3 separate regions of the Mus musculus genome follow, and all the other regions are linked to region 2. Evidence: chromatin contacts called from public Hi-C and HiChIP or PLAC-seq data. All regions are on one chromosome and are shown on one strand. The core of a region is the stretch at or near the end of the contact, and the rest is flanking DNA. Distances in the headings are between cores, read along the strand shown.

Evidence for each region. Hi-C and Micro-C count contacts between places; a contact is called where the count stands out from the background. HiChIP or PLAC-seq counts read pairs in DNA pulled down with a chosen protein or histone mark.
Region 1: a contact with region 2 is called in a Hi-C map of embryonic fibroblasts, with 2.1 times the contacts expected there. The contact joins the enhancer-like site here to the promoter of Adamts5 in region 2. A contact is called at or near these places in 2 of 39 promoter capture datasets (both in the 3T3-L1 cell line), 6 of 484 Hi-C or Micro-C datasets (adipose-derived mesenchymal stem cells, dorsal root ganglion neurons, embryonic fibroblasts and 2 more), 4 of 115 datasets of contacts at active chromatin or transcription factors (fibro-adipogenic progenitors, heart atrium, neural progenitor cells and 1 more) and 1 of 9 other capture datasets (adipose tissue).
Region 3: a contact with region 2 is called in an H3K27ac HiChIP or PLAC-seq map of the NIH/3T3 cell line, with 4 times the contacts expected there. The contact joins the enhancer-like site here to the promoter of Adamts5 in region 2. A contact is called at or near these places in 1 of 39 promoter capture datasets (the 3T3-L1 cell line), 2 of 484 Hi-C or Micro-C datasets (embryonic fibroblasts and myocytes), 3 of 115 datasets of contacts at active chromatin or transcription factors (the NIH/3T3 cell line, embryonic limb bud and vascular smooth muscle cells) and 2 of 9 other capture datasets (adipose tissue and pancreatic islet).

Annotation. Positions count from the first base shown.
Region 1 is chr16:86,137,061-86,139,791 of GRCm38.p6, reverse strand. No RefSeq gene overlaps it. Among named protein-coding and RNA genes, the nearest start is that of Gm32357, 97 kb to the left of the region's middle. Within about 2 kb of position 1,396, at least 54 of the 459 cell types and tissues checked have an H3K27ac peak or open chromatin away from gene starts, as enhancers often do. A contact at or near this core is called in adipose tissue, adipose-derived mesenchymal stem cells, embryonic fibroblasts and 2 more, where this site is marked.
Region 2 is chr16:85,899,769-85,902,516 of GRCm38.p6, reverse strand. It overlaps Adamts5 (a disintegrin-like and metallopeptidase (reprolysin type) with thrombospondin type 1 motif, 5 (aggrecanase-2)), which reads left to right and starts at 1,392. Exons shown (of 8, transcript NM_011782.2): 1 at 1,392-2,748. The coding sequence starts at 2,250. Gm46558 (a long non-coding RNA gene) reads right to left here and starts at 2,717. Exons shown (of 3, transcript XR_001781962.2): 1 at 2,520-2,717; 2 at 1-1,686.
Region 3 is chr16:86,093,321-86,096,020 of GRCm38.p6, reverse strand. No RefSeq gene overlaps it. Among named protein-coding and RNA genes, the nearest start is that of Gm32357, 140 kb to the left of the region's middle. Within about 2 kb of position 1,335, at least 45 of the 459 cell types and tissues checked have an H3K27ac peak or open chromatin away from gene starts, as enhancers often do. A contact at or near this core is called in the NIH/3T3 cell line, embryonic fibroblasts and myocytes, where this site is marked.

The sequences.
Region 1 (2,731 bases), core at 147-2,646, 240 kb before region 2:
GCATATAAAGTTTGCCTGACCAATGAACTATAGAAGCATGATTGGCTTAAAGCTAACCTGAAAAAGCTACAATTTACTGGATCTTTTTATTTATAGAAGACTCTGTGACTCTCGTCCTCTCTCAAGGAGTATGGACACCTGCCTCACAGGAAGAAGTGGGACCAGAGTAAGTCTTGTCAGTGTTGTCTGTCACAGAAGTCATCCGGTTACTTACAGCCTCCACACACTCCATGGACCTTTGAAGTGTCTTTCCTTTGTAATCGATTCTTCTAGAAGACCTGCTCAAAGCTGTATGTCCTACAGAAAAGGGATAATGCCACTCTCCCCAATAGAGCTTATGAGTACAGAATCTTATGGAAGTGTGGACTGTTATTACATCAACCAACCCTGAGAGGTCTATGAGCAGTTTCTTCAGGATGCGACTATTTGAATGAAGCAAACAGTCTCAGCAAACGATATTAAGTTCTCAATAAAATGACTGAAAGGTGAAAGAGGTTGTCTAGTTTTTACCTAAGAAGGCAGCGATATGTCAGATGGGCATTGCTTTGAAGGTTGTTGGTACATGGTCTTCTTTAATATTCTTTCCTCTTGATATCTAGGCAATATTAACCCTTTATCCAGGGATAATTGTTTTCCTGGTATGTTACATGACATGTAAGATAGCTTCAAAGAGATAAAGTTGCAACGCGTGCAGTAATATTTATGACTCATAATCTTGCATTGTTTTCTCAATACTCTTTGCTTGAATTCATCCTGGTCTAGAGTTCCTTAGCTCTTAACTGGCCTCTATATTCAATTGAAAAGAAAAAAAGGCCATGAATTTGACAGCAAGTAAAGGGGTGCATGGAAGGAGTTAGAAGGGAGAATTTGTAATTAAAATTTCAAAAATATATACTTAAAAATTAACCACAGCCATCAACCAGGAAAGACATAATCTATCCACGAGTACAAAAGTACATGTGGCTAGATAATAGATAATAAACATAGCTATTTATAAAGACAAAATAATTGAGTAATATTTTTAAATGAGCAGATAAAACTATATATTCGTAAGTAACCAGCATATTACATTTTTACCTTCAGATGCTTCATATCATTTTTAGATAAAAGCCAAAGACAGTACTGAAACCTGTATATCAAACTTCCAAACACTGGCTCCTTGAGTCATTTGAAACAAATTTTGGCAGGATTTTAATTTTGTTTGGTTTATTCTCTTTGATGTTCATGTCCTTCTACAAAGCATTTTATTTTATTTTTCTTTATTTTCTTTGTTTAGATTTCCAACTTTATCCCCCTTCCTAGTTTCCCCTTTACAAACTCCCTATCCTCTCCCGCTTCCCTCTGCTTCTATGAGAGTGCTTCAGCACTCAGCCACCACCCCTGCCTCAGTGCCCTAGCATTCCACTCTGTTGGATCATCCAGTGACCAAGCCAGCTGAGTCAGTCAGCAGAGTCTCAGGCGAGGGAGTGAGGATTGAAAAGGAAAAAAAAACAGTTACACAAAATGATAGCCTGACTCCAGCCAGGGCTGAGGCTGAAGCAGCCTTCTTTCCCTCCAGCCTGCTTTTAATATCATTCTAGGTCCATCCAGAACACGGTCAGTTCTTAGATCAAAGACAAAGTGATGAAACAAAGTAGTAAACAAGGATATCACACAAGATAGTAACTAAGTAAAGTAGTAAGCAAAAGGATCACACAAGCAAAGTAGCAAACAAAGCCCCACAATCATTGTTTCTCATATTCTTATATGAGCCTACTTCCTTGTCTGAGCCCAGTGACAAATGTCAAATTCCTAGAAGTGGCACCAAAAGCTCTCAACAAATCAAGCCTACACACGACCCAGGGGCTCCCCTACCATCGATGCCAGACAAGTCAATTCTGCTACACATGCAGCTGGAGCCATGGGTACCTCCATGGGTACTCTGGATGCTTTGGGAAATCTGAGTTGATTGATATTGTTATTCTTCCTATGGGATCGTGTATGGGAATATGTTGAATGTAAGTTAGAGTTTTCTATCTGAAAAACGTTAAACTTTTTTTTAGTTGAATACAATATATCTTGACCATAGTTCCTCCTCCTCCCACTGTTCCCAGCCCCCACTCACTTCTCCTCTGTCCCAGATCCACTTGTCCTCTGGTTCTCTTCAGAAAAAGAGCAGCCTTCAAAGGACAGCAACAAACCAACAAACAGGACAAAACAAGATACAATAATTTTTGACATAAAAACACATATCTTGAATTGCAACTCAAATTGTTGGGATAAAATGTCCAAAATGATTAGTTATTCATTGCTCACAGAGCTCCTCCCCATTTCCCCTTTGAAGAAGAGCTAAGGTTCAGCCGTCTTCTTTTTTCTGGATATTTTCCTGGAACATCACTTTCTGACATCTCCCAGTCATGTCTAACTATTCATTTAAATAGGCCAAGCTTCTGTCTTATCCCTAAAAGATGGGTTCATTTACAAACAGAATGGCAAAAGCCTCAACATTTATCTCACAAAATTAGGGCAGGGTAAGTTAAGAATGAGATTAATTTGTTGTTTCATGAATAAACTAGCAACATCTATAAGATTAAATAATTCAAGGAATTGCCAAAGCTCGGTGACTTATTAGCTTCCTGAAATGTAGCAGCAATTTGTCACAGGATAAATAGCAGAAAACAGCATAAATATATTTGTCCACAGTTCTGGAGAGGAAAAGTATAACAGCGCAAACCTTGGTGGAGGCCTGAAT
Region 2 (2,748 bases), core at 143-2,642:
GTCCACCCCACACACACCTTGTTCTCTCTCAAATCCATGCCCTCTTTTACTTTAACTGTTGTTTGGCCTTCTCCAGTCTTGGCCCTCGTGGTACCTTCCGTGAGAATGTATCATCTGAAAAAGCTATGTAAGTGTGCCTGCTCTCCTCTGAAGGAGTGGAGTTAAAAGGGATGGAGATGTGTAAATTATCCCGGGGTGTGTGCAGAGACCAGTACTGGACCCTGGCACAGGTCAACTTGCTGTGAGAAAGTCACTAGGGTTTCCTTTCACCTTCTTAGAATTGATAATTAGAGGAAACAAAGGATGGAGGAACTGAGTAGCAGGGGCCATGCCACCTGCCTACTAATAACCACCAATCACCTCCCCTCAAGTATTCTTCCCTGGGATATGAGCTTTGAAAATGAGAGGGCTGACAGTGAGTGGCTGACTTATAAGAAGAGTAGCAAGTAAACAAACAAAGGAGTGTTTGCCAGAAAGTGTGAGCACAAATGTAAAAGTCTGGGGTGGGGGTGCAGATTCCCCTTCAAGAGTTAACTCTTTCCCACCCTGACATCCTACAGCTCAGAGTTCCAGTGGCTGGGATAAGTGACAGATTGTGGGCACTGACCAACTATGCCCTGGAAAAAAAGCTGGGAGTACCGCCATTTATACACAAAGCCAAGGACTTCCCAGGCCGCAGCCGGCCCTGTTGGGGTCACCGCAGTGCTGCATGCCCAGAGACGCGCCAGGAAGCACCGGTGGCTGCCTGGCTGCTCAGCTGATGGCCGGGAGAAGTTAGTCACCCCTAGCCCGAAGTCAGCAAGTGTTGGAACGTGAACAAGCTAGGAGATGAGGAGGCTGGAAATCAGCTACCGGGACCGACTGGAGAGAACCAGGGAAAAGAGAGAGGGACTTGGGGTTGCACAGGCGGCTGCCCTGACCAGTGAAGTTACCAGGTCTACAAGGCCAGAGCGCACTGGCCGGCAAAATGAAGCAAGAACTTCATATCCCGCTCAAGAACAGCAAGGGGAAGGAGGCAGAGAGAGACTTTAAAAACACACCAAAACACCCCTTCAGGAGATGAGGTAAGCCGAGGTTAGCCAACCCCGATTGGTTGTGAAATACCACACAGAACCGGAGTTGCTGTGGCTTTAAATGAGGCCAAGAGAATTTTCTTGTTTTCTGCCCAAATACTTTTTCTCTCTCAATCTCTTTCTCACCCTTACTCCCTCCTTTGTCCCTCCTTCCACCTTGCTAGGTTCTGGCCCCTTCCTCCTTCCCGGTCTGCCTTTCCTCGATCACCCTCCTCCTCTCGCTGCTCCCTCCCCCATCAGATTAGGCGCGGACCGGGAAGGGTGGGAGTGGTGGGGGAAGCTCTCCCTTTAAGAGGCAGCGTGCAGTGACGAATTGTTGAAATTGCCATTGCAGGATGGCACGCCGCTATAAATTCATTGTCCCACCTCCTCGCATCTTCACAGCGCCTGAGCCGCTCTCCGCGCCCGTAGCAGCCGACTGGGGATGATCCCGGGCGGGAGGACGCGGCAACGGAAGGGACCGGGACGCGCCGCCTCGCTGGCTCTCCGCAGGCCGCCTCCTAGCTTTTGATTTTAAACATTTTTAGGTGTTTCCTTTGCTTGCTTTCTTTCCTTTTCTTTTCTCCCGTCTCATTTCTCCCTGCCTTCGGGTTCCAGCGGAGCCGAGGAAGCCCTGAGAATAAGAAAGGAAGTGGGTCGGAGCTTGGAAGCTTTGCAGCCCGCCAGCCCCGGGCTTCGAGGGGGCGGGAGCGGACGCGCACCAGTTGCGGGCCAGCGCGGTCGCCCTTCTTACTCTCTTAGCTCGTTTGTTTTGATCTGTTTGTGCAAAGATCTTGTCTGCGTTGGGCCTCTCTCCTTTTTTGTATTTGGTTGCTCTCCACCTCTTGGCTTTTACTCCCACCAACACCACCCTTTATTTAATTTTTTTTCTTTTATTTTATTTAAAATTTTTCTTCCTCCGTCTCTTGGACCTCCATTCCAAACATTTTCCAAACCAACAAAGAAAAAGTTCTCACAGTGGCACCGGTGCCAGGCCAGGCTGGCTCTCTGCTGCGGATTCCCCCTACCCTTTCCTGGACACTTGACTCAACCTTGCACGCCAGTGTGTAGAGTGTGCGGCTGTGGGTGGGTGGGTGGGAGGGCGAGCCCCCCACCCCCGCCCCTGAAACTTCTATAGCAAATAGCAAGCATCCAGCTAGACTCAGTCGCGCAGCCCCTCCCGGCGGGCAGCGCACTATGCGGCTCGAGTGGGCGCCCTTGTTGCTGCTACTGCTGCTGCTGAGCGCGTCCTGCCTGTCCCTGGCCGCTGACAGCCCCGCCGCGGCACCTGCCCAGGATAAAACCAGGCAGCCTCAGGCTGCAGCAGCGGCCGCCGAGCCGGACCAGCCGCAGGGGGAGGAAACACGGGAGCGAGGCCATTTACAACCCTTGGCCGGGCAGCGCAGGAGCGGCGGGCTGGTCCAGAATATAGACCAACTCTACTCTGGCGGTGGCAAAGTGGGCTACCTTGTCTACGCGGGCGGCCGGAGGTTCCTGCTGGACCTGGAGAGAGATGACACAGTGGGTGCTGCTGGTAGCATCGTTACTGCAGGAGGAGGGCTGAGCGCATCCTCTGGCCACCGGGGTCACTGTTTCTACAGAGGCACCGTGGACGGCAGCCCTCGATCCCTAGCTGTCTTTGACCTCTGCGGGGGTCTCGATGGCTTCTTTGCAGTCAAGCATGCGCGCTACACTC
Region 3 (2,700 bases), core at 86-2,585, 190 kb before region 2:
TAGATAGACTTCATACCAGTGGTTCCAGAAATACTTCTCAATTCAATACCAGATTTGGGTTTGTGACAATTGAAGTGTTCAAAATTTTAGACTGAGCCACTATTGAATTCTCTCCTCATCCAGAGATCAGACTGATATTATTGAAATATACAGCTACTACCATATAAGTCAACTTAAAATAAATCCCTTTTCATAATGCCCTCTCTCTCTCTCTCTCTCTCTCTCTCTCTCTCTCTCTCTCTCTCTCTCTCTCTGTTAGACATACACACGCATATATACACACACTCATTCATAAACATTCATACTGCATCATGAGTGTGAAGACAGAGGACAACTTAAGGAATTTAATTTTCACTTTCAATGATTTAAGCCCTAGAATCTGAACACAAGTCATCAGGTTTGGCAATAAGGGCACTGAGCCATTTTTCCAGCCCCATGACTTCTTTGTAAAGCAAAAATATTGAAAATGATCTAAGCAAATTTTATTTTTGTAAGATCATTCACCAAAATCAAAGAAAATAAGTAGATAATGATAAGAATTAATAAAAGATAAAATAGGCATAATGCTGTATTGCCCTTTTGAAATATATGGGAGTAATACAATTATAAACAAAAATAAAGACTTTCATCCTGTAGGCTACCAGTATTTGTTCCATAGATATGGTAACCAGAAGCACAAAAATCGTTGTAATATACAGATACAAAGCTAAAAAACAAAGTCAAACAAATGTCATACATTTGGGAATTTTTGGCAAACATATCATGCCTGTATTTACGTAAAAGAATGAGATCACTTAGAGAAAAGGATTAAAGGAATAAATGGAAAAAACTGAACTTGTATATTCAACATTGAATAGCTGGGTAATAGCAAAACACACTGAATACTAGAATATTTTTACACATTTAGTGATCTCTGAAAAAAATGGAGGATTCTATTGAAAGAGATAGAAATAAAACAAAACAAAACAAAATATAATTTAAATGTCAAAAATTCACTAAAAGACAGTGCTTCAAAAAGATGGGATAAATGGAGATTTATTTATTTGAGGCGCCTTTACTCCTATAGCTTCAATTTCTCTCTGAGGTACAATGAAATTGATATCCCAGAAAAATATATTTCCTCAGCAACATTCTCTCATTGAGGGAATCAAAGAAGCTTCAGAATGCTAATGAAACTTACAAGACCCAGGAAACTTAGGAAGTCCCACATTCCCAAAGCACCGCCCATTGGCTATAAATGTAGTAGCTATCTCTGGAAGGGAGAGACTGGATAGGAAACTCCAGAGATGTAGCTTCAATGACTCATCACCATGCTGACCTGGGCTTTTCAGGAATGCAGTGGACCTTGAGTCACTTATGCTTTTGTAAGTAACCCCACACCCACATTCTTGCCAGTAAGCCCAGTAAACTCACTGGATCATCAATTTAGCCTTTACTGGAATCATTTCCTTGACCTATTGTCAGTGTTCTGTGTGCAGTGAATAGACCGTTGTTTGTCTCTCCTGGGCAAGTCACAGAGCAGGGGCAAACAGAGAAAGACAGCAGAGTTTCTCATAATGTCATTGTAGGCTGGGTGGGATACTGAATTTAGAGCTCTAGGACTCATAGCCTGACATGGTAGCACATGTCTGTAATGACATCACTGGGAGATAGTGACAGCTAGGTCTATGGAGTTCATTGACTATAAATTTAGCTGAATTCGTGAGATTCAGTTTCAGTAAGAAATTGTGATATATATGTGTGTGTGTGTGTGTGTGTGTGTGTGTGTGTGTGTGTGTGTGTGTGTGTGTGTGTATGTATGTTAAGGAAAATATCCCAAAGTGTCAATCTCATATTTTACTAACATGTACACACACACACACACACACACACACACACACATGCAGGCACACACAATACATACTCATGCAAACAAACAAATATTTGTTTGCAACACATACATAAACAACCCCCCAATACCTATGATTTGTCATTTCTGAACAGCAAAATTAATGGGAACTAATTGCTTCCCTGAATGAAATGTCAGCAGTTGTATTATACTAAGCTGCTCTGCATAACCTTAAATACACTGAAGTCAGACAACCACAGAAGAAAAAGGAAATAAATGAATTATTTTATCCAGAGCTTTTCTAAAATGCCTTAGAAATCACTCCAAAAATATAACTTTCAACTCAAGTCCTTGGGTCACTCACCTTTCTTTGTTCTCTTGTGAGAATCTTTGTTTCCTTTCTATAGTGTGACATTCACTCTGCCCAAAGTGACAAATTCCAACTTGTCTCTAAGGTAGTCCCTGAGGGTAGCATGGACAGAATAGAACTGTGGAGCACTATGCTCATCTTCTCTACAAAGGAGGCGTCCTTCCTTTAGCCTCTCTGTCTGATCACAGCAAGAAAGATTGAGTGTCCTTTTTCTTGTTCCTGGGTTTTGTTTTGTTTTGTTTTTTCTTTCTTTCTTTTTTTTTCTTTTGGATTCATCATTAATACAGAAGAGAGGTCAAGAGGGAACATGCCATGTTTTGAATGTCTACCCTGAAGTAGAGATGGTTTTTGTCTGACTGAAACAAAATTCCATCCTGTTAATTGCCTTCAGCTCTTTCTCAGTCCTGTACATTATTTTATAAAAAGTTCATAGCTACTACTCTGAAATTTTACCAAAATAATAAATCACAGTGACTCAGCAGTGTCTATTTATAAAGAAGCC